Regions from separate parts of the Mus musculus genome. Here region 1 is linked to region 2. A link is a contact called in public promoter capture Hi-C data. All regions are on one chromosome and are shown on one strand. The core of a region is the stretch at or near the end of the contact, and the rest is flanking DNA. Distances in the headings are between cores, read along the strand shown.

What was found. Promoter capture Hi-C pulls out the DNA fragments that hold promoters and counts their contacts.
Region 1: a contact with region 2 is called in a promoter capture Hi-C map of liver, with 2.4 times the contacts expected there. The contact joins the promoter of Wipf3 here to the promoter of Jazf1 in region 2. A contact is called at or near these places in 4 of 39 promoter capture datasets (the 3T3-L1 cell line, hippocampal neurons, liver and 1 more) and 1 of 9 other capture datasets (liver).

The regions. Positions count from the first base shown.
Region 1 is chr6:54,428,211-54,432,007 of GRCm38.p6, forward strand. It overlaps Wipf3 (WAS/WASL interacting protein family, member 3), which reads left to right and starts at 1,476. Exons shown (of 9, transcript NM_001167860.2): 1 at 1,476-1,650. 9130019P16Rik (RIKEN cDNA 9130019P16 gene) reads right to left here and starts at 2,011. Exons shown (of 14, transcript NR_033635.1): 1 at 1,111-2,011.
Region 2 is chr6:53,066,997-53,070,641 of GRCm38.p6, forward strand. Jazf1 (JAZF zinc finger 1) reads right to left here and starts at 1,628. Exons shown (of 5, transcript NM_173406.3): 1 at 1,457-1,628. The coding sequence starts at 1,571. Gm33097 (a long non-coding RNA gene) reads right to left here and starts at 999. Exons shown (of 2, transcript XR_377680.3): 1 at 1-999.

The sequences.
Region 1 (3,797 bases), core at 226-2,725, 1.4 Mb after region 2:
CATAAAGAGAATAGGGAATGGAAGGGCAGAGGCAGACAGACAGACAGACAGACAGACAGACACACAGATACACACAACTCCCACTTCCAATTTATCAATCCAATGGAGGTCGCCAGGTAACAAGTGCCTTTACTAGCCAAGCTATCTCATCTATTCCTACTATATTAACTTTGATAAGGTTTATTATGGTTGTTGTTGTTGTTGTTTGAGGGGCTTTGCTTTGTTTTCTTTTGGTAGTACTGGGAATTGAACTCAGCTAGTGTGCTAAGAAAGTCTCGGTGATCAGGAAAGGCACTGGCACTATAGTCTTTAGTCTTTAACTGGTCATCACTCTGGATTCTGTCCATAGAGACGATGGGGAGAGCGGCTTAGGTATTTGGAACGTGGCTCCCAGAGACTGAATCCTGTTGCAATGTCCAGAGAAAAAGGATGCAAGAAGGACCACTTGTGCCATGAGACACTGGGTTCTTGAACACAACAACTTCATGATGTTTTCAGCCCCAAATAGCCCCACTCTGCAGACACCATCACTTTGAATCAAGCATTTAAAAAGCTGAATTAGTATATCCTCCAGAAACCGCCCAGCTTGTAAGATAAATGACTGGCCATGCAACTAGTTTGTGCTTTGGGGCTCCGTAGAAGACCTGGTGGGATTTCTACATGGCCATGGAAATAATTCTTCTCTGCAAATTGAGCTTTCCTTCCTTTTCGAACCAGAACACAAGTATGCCTAAGATGTGAGAGGCAGGAAATGCCAGCCTGAATTGCTGCACTTGGAGCAGCTGAGTGTACACAGGAGCCTCAGGCATAAATCTCCAGCATTCTCCAAGCTCTGGACAGCCGGACAGGGAAATGGGACAGACTCGCTTCACTCTAGATTTCAAACTGCCTTCTTCCCACTTCTGCCCCACCGGAAGCTACTTACCTCCCTGTGTTACCAGGATATTTTGTGCTCACCTATCTCTGAGAGCAAGCTTCTCTACCTCCCCCTCCCGCCCCCCAGCTCTCTCCACCCACACACCCACCCCTGCCTCTCAAGCCCAGGTCTGAATTGGGTGTCCCTCTGCTTTGTACACGTTGGATGTTCTCTTGGCTCCGTATTGTAAGTACCTGCTTGTGCTCATCGGGACAACCGGCTGTCCCATTCTCCTTTTGTCCCCTTGCATATACGCGCTGTCTGGGGCTTAGCGAGGGCTCAGAAATGTTTGTAATATATAGACGAGGTGGCGTGCAGGGGAACTCCAGCCCTTGGCCCCATTGTCCCCGTGGCTCACACTCGGGACTCTGTACCTGGGAGCTGCGCCGCCGCGCAGCCAGGACCGCCTCCTGGGTGCCAGAGCGACCCCGCCCTCTGGACCGCGTCCCCGTGCGCTGGGCGGCGAGGCTCCAGGGCGGCCGCCAGGAGCAGGTGGGGGCGGCGGCTCCGCCTCCGCGTCCCGGCAGCGCTTAAGCCCGGCTGGGAGCGAGCGAGGAGCGCAGAGTCCAGCTTAGCCGGGCGCGCAGAAGCAACGCCAGGCACTGTCTGCAGCCCAGCCGGGATCCTCGAGGCGACGGGGACGACGGAGACGACGGGGACGACGGAGACGACGGGGACAGCGGGGACGGAGGCGCCAGCTAAAGTCCAGTCGGCCGGGTTACGGCCAGCTGCAGGTAGCTGCTCTGCTCGCGTCCGGGCCCTGGGTTAAGTAAGTGGCCGATTGGGGTTGTCGCGGAGGGTATTGGGGACAGTCCCGAGGTAGAGTGGCCTCCCGCGTTGTCAAAGACGCTGGGTGAGTGAGAGTGCCCAGGACCCTCTCCAAACTGTAGTCCCCAGCCGCGACTACGTCTGGGAGCTGCTCCGTGCAGCCCTAGCGGCAACCACTCGCTCCCTGCCCGCCACGGGTCGGAAAGGGACCATGGCTACACCAGGTCACCTCAGGGCTCCCTGGTGACCTCCCAGGACAGCACTCTTCCGTTATCAGCTTCTGGCACGGAGGCCTCTTAGTCTGATGCCCCAAGGGGGCTCTGCTTCCCTTCCCCCACGTCACCCCCCACCCCTCCCCTGAGAACAAAAGGGCGGATCTTGCTTGTGTTGGGGATGTTAAGGAAGGGTCCCTGGCGATTAGGAGAGATCTGGGAACCTGCACAATCAGACAAGGACTGAGGATACTGGACCATTTCCCAGAAAGAAAGCCAATTCCTGAGGGAAAAAGTGACTTATCCAAGGTCACACAGTTCCTGGTGACAGAGTCGGGCCAGGAGCTGAGTCCTGACTCCCCGAGGCTTATCTGTAAGCCTGCCTAGGTCAGGAGCCAGAGAGTGTATGTGTCTGTCTATCCATTATCTCTAGCCATTTACATCTGGCCACAAATGGCCTTTAAAGTCCTTTGGAGGTGTGCGGGACTGGGTAATTGTGGCCATTCCCCCGGATACCTAGCCAGGAGCTCACGGGGAGCAAGCTTGGGAGAAGAACACGCTCTCCTGTAGGATGCCAGGCATCCATTCCCCTGTGGAAACAATGTCTTCTGTGTGCTTGGAGTGTCTGCCATGAGTGTGAGAACCTGAGTTGGGTAGATGTTCTGCCCAGAAACCCAGGAAGCCTGTCTAATGGCCTCAGGAAAAACCAGAAGTATCTCTGACACACACACAGTCTGGGGACTCTCTGAGGAAAGTTTCCAGTGGGACAGTGGTATTCCTCTTCTGTGCCTGGGGTCCTTGGATGTAAGTGAGAGCATTTGTTGGGCAGACTTGTGTGACTTTAAAAGCTTGTGTGCCTCACTGTCTTTGCCTTCGTCACCTCAGAGAGGGCCAGGAGAGGGTTTCTTGCTGCCAGTTAGTATTATAATCATCAGACACTCTAGCCTTGTTTTTAATGTTCACTCCTTTTACTTTCTATGTAAGTATTTTTCGGGCATGTATGTCTATGCACGACTCTGTGCCAGGAAACCCCTAGAGGTCAGAAGAGGGCACTGGATCCTCTGGACTAGAGTTAAGGATGTAATGTCCCTGAACCACTATGTGGGTGCTGGGAATGAGTCCTAGTGTTCTACAAGATCAGAGTTTCCACTGATAAACTACCTGTCCAGTCCCAGCCTTCTCCTAAAAGCTGTCCTCTCTAAACTGTAAAGTAGTGGTAGAGGTCAGAAGTGGACTGCCTTTGGGCTTCCTACTGGCCTGGGCAGACCTTCAAGGCACTTTAGGTCTAGACATGCTCCCCATACATAGAAACTCAGGAAGTTGTGTGCTTTAGACTTGTGCACATCACTTGGGGCTTTTTTTTTTTTTTTTTTTTTTTACTTCAATAACAACGTAAGTGGATATTTGATGCTGAAGGGCACTGGGCATGGCAGGGCACAGGCTGCTGAAGTCTGCCAGCTAATGTACTTTAGAGATGCATTTTAAAGCAAAACCAAATCAGGAAAACAGGGAGAAGGACAGGGGAGAGAAAACCAGTGGGGAAGTAGCAGGAAATGGCCAGGCACTGTAGATGCTTCCATATGCATTAACTCAAGCCCTGTGGTTCCTGTAACTATTGTGCCTTTCCACAGATGAGAAATGCAAAGAGACAGGGGTTAGCTGAGTGTGCCGAGGACAGGGACCTGGGTCTGTACACTTCAAACTGGAAGTGCACCGCCCACATCCAATTGTTGGTGCCCAAATCTGCGCAGAGATGTCAGGCTGCCTTGGTAGAGCTGCTGTATACCCCTTTTTAGTCCTTCCAGGAGCCTCGGTTTCAGGCACTTGGGAGTGTGACTTGGTGCTACACTGAGTCAGCAGGCAGCAGAAGGGGCGGAGGAGAGCGCGTGTGTCTAAGAACA
Region 2 (3,645 bases), core at 378-2,877:
GAAAGTTAACCAGATAAAAGTATTACTCATTCAACTTACATAAATTAACTGATGAAATGGATGGAACTTGGGATAACTGTTTTCTGTTATCATTTCTGTTTAGTTTAATAAGTAAGGGGAGTCCAGTGAGGAACTGGGAAAACTCGTCTTGAAACTGCATCACTACAGTTTAAGCCATGATGAGAAACTTTATACCTGGAGCACTTTTAGCTATGACTACTCAGTCACGATATGATTCAGCAGCTTTGCTACTCTATTAAACCGCTTTTCAGACCACCAATACTTGAGAGCATAGGTTCTTTACCTCACCTTTATCAGAAGACATGGGGAAAACTATTAAGGAGATACTTTGAAACTTTGAAAAATTTCAAAGCTTGACAATTACTCATCAGATTTCTGTTTTCAAAGGCATTCTGCAGACAGTTTCCATGATTAGCTCCCATTCTGGATGGCCCAGCAAATCCCGCTCTAAACTGGCACTTAGCGCGTATTAAGCGCCCACTGTGTGCAAGGAGAAAGCATTCTACAAAGCAAAGGGGCATGAGGCTCTGCCTCATTTTATTCGTGCATAAATGCACAGCAGTCGTGATTTACTCTCTCAACTTTGCAGAAACGTGAGCTGCATCCACATGGTCGAATCCATGTCATTCATTTGGTCTTCTCGAAGCAATTCACAGGTAGCCTCACCCAGGGAACCGGCTGCCCTCTTCACCCACCAGGCCACTCCGGGGAGCGGCCACACCTTCTGCAGGTGGCTGGGTCTTCTGAGCCAGAAGCACCAGACCCATCTCCCTCCGCAGGGGTGGGGATGAGCGTGCAAATGTGATGCAAGGACTTCCGTGGGGCGCAGGACTTAGGAGGTCCCTGGGTCCCGGGAGACACAACCGGCCCCGCGGGGCGCCCCTCCCCCGCGTCCCCGCGCCCGCGCCGCGCAGGCCCCGCGGGGACCGGCGCACCTCCGGCCTAGCCGCAACGCGGGCGCCGCGACACGCCCGCCCGCCGCCCGCGGGCTCCCCTCTGCTACCGGGGCCTCGGGGCGCTCCGGCCAGGGATGGGCGCGGCCCGCAGCCGCCCGAACCGCAGCCGCCGCGCCAGGCCGGGCCCCGCGCCCGCGCCGCTCAGAGCACGCAGCGCCCCGCGCCCCGCGCCCGCCGCCGCCGCCGCCGCGGCCCCCTCCCGCCGCGCCACACCTAGCAACCGGCGCTGACAGGACGCAGGCGGGGGAGGAAGCGGAATGGCTGCCGCCGCGGCGCCTCCCCGGCTCCCGCCAGCCTGACAGCTCGGGCCGGGCGGAAGCGGCGTGCGGCACCCGCCCCCCGCGGCCCGCGCCCGCCCTCACCCTGCGGCCGGCCATCCCCGCGCCCCGCGGCCCTCCACGCCCGCACCTTCTCGGGCGCCCGGCCCGCGCCACCCCGGGGCTCGCCCGCCGCCCGACCCCCGCCCACCCGGGCCTCACCGATGTGGTTGTCCTCGATGTGCTCGATGAGGTCGGCCAGCGTGGGGAAGTGGAGTCCGCAGCCCCCGAAGCGGCAGGTGTTGGAGAAGAAGGAGGCGGCGGCGATGCCTGTCATGGTGCTACATCGAGAGCCCCCCGGAGTCGGCTCTGCGAGCGCCGCGCGCGCGGAGGCGGAGGGAGGGGCCGGGGAGGGGGCAGGCGCGGGGAGGGCAGCGCGAGCCCGGGACGGAGGAGAGGGGGCGCGAGGTGGAGCGCAGCGCCGAGCCTCCGGGAGGCAGCGGGAGGCGGCGGGAGCTCGGGGGAGGGGGCGGGGAGGACTCGGCGGCTGGGAGGAGGGAGCAGGCGCGCGCCTGCAGCTGTGCGGGCCCCAACCTCCGCGACCCAGGCCTCACCTGGCAGCTCCCGCCTCCAACTTTACGTCCCTGGGCCTGCCCTTTCGCCCTGTGAGGTGCCTGCAGTCCGCTTGGAGCCTCCCTTGGTTATGCGCGCTACATTCTTAATAGATACACATCTATTAATTACACATGCTTTTCACCCCAGAGGAGCACTCAGGGAGTTACCCAGCCCTCTTAGGGACATTTGTTTGCACTTGGCCACCTGTCTAGGTGTGACGATGGTATTCACTAGGGACCCAGGAAAGGTAATTGTGTGCACCTTGTTCTTTAAACTTTCTCATTTAAAAAAAAAAATTAAAAAGTCCGTATTCTCTGGAGGTTAGTAGGAACTAATTGATTTTAATGAAGCTTTCCCCCTAGGCCAGAAGAAAAATCTTAGCTTTATTTAAATTTCAAAATAGAGCGCTTGGTTGTCAAGTGCATTTGACTGTGTTTTACATATGTATCACGTTTGTTCTCCCTGATTCTTCTGAGAAAACAAAAATCTCAATTTCTTTACCCCAAATTCCCGCACCTCCTGAACCCCGTGTTGTGGCTCAGGTCTGGCAGTGCTGCTCCAAAGACGAAAGGGGCAAGTGTAGAGGTTTGGAAATGAAAGTCAAAGCAAATTCGATTTTCACTTAAAAAGAAGATTTCACCAATCAGTTAGGATTATATCATCCTGTGAGCATTTAAGCCATACTGTTGACCAGATAGCCTCTTAAGAACCAGTTCTCTTCTGGTCTCCAACCGCAGTTGCAGTTACATTTTACCTACAAGGTGTATATTTTCTTCCAGGTGTTCAAGAAGCACCAGGAGATGTGCATGATTCGAGGGTGTAATTTTTAAAAAATTTATTCATGCATTCTGAATTTAGCATTTGTCTTTAGAACAATTTCATTTACCCGCTGGTGCATATACCTAGAAAAATAACAACCCTGTCTTTTTAAACTGCATATACCACTTGTGTTATCTCTAATATTAGGATTGTTAGGGCACTTCGTGTAAATGTAAATGCAGACATATGCAGTATTTCTGTCACCGGAGAAAATTTTCACAATCTCCCAGTCACAAAGGCTGAGGCTGAGTTCTCTCACCCATCGACATTTTTGTCTGGTCTGTCGCTTCTTTGAGCCTACAAGGTGACAAATTTGCCAAGGGGAGAGTTGAGTTGAGTATGGTTGGGGCAGCAGGTCATTAAAGTTCAGTTTGTTGCCAGAAATAATTTCCTGGGACCAAGTGAGGATGGGGGAAGGGCACCCAAGGGCTTGATAATGAGCCAGGGACCCGCTAGGCTGGAAGCTGGGGCCAGACAAGGGTCTAAAGAGCAGGAGGTAGAATTCTCCACCGTGAATTAGAATTTTGGCAACTGTGCAGTGTGCCCTGCTGCCCAGACAGGGAGGAAGGCCGTTAGCTGAGAGCAAGCAGGATATCTGGCAGATAGACTTCACGCCCAGTGACATGGAAATGCAATGAGAAAACTCCAGCCAAGAATGATGCCAGATCAGCCTCCTTAGAGATGCTAGGCACCCCAACTCTGCAGCAGCTGGGGGAGTGCCCCGAGCCTTGAGGTGACAATTCTGTTCTCAGGAGGAATGACTCTCTATGTGGAGTTATCAACTGCAGAGAGTGTAGGAGGCCCAGAGGTGGCTCAAGCAAGAGAACTCCTCCATGGAAAGGCCAGGAGAGTGTAAGGGAAAGGAGGAAGGAAGGGGGCTGGGAGCTATTAGTACATACCTCTTGGCTACCTTCAGTCCCTACCCTCTACTATTACAAAGTGTGCCTGCCAAAGTAAAAGCCTGGTCAGCCAAATTG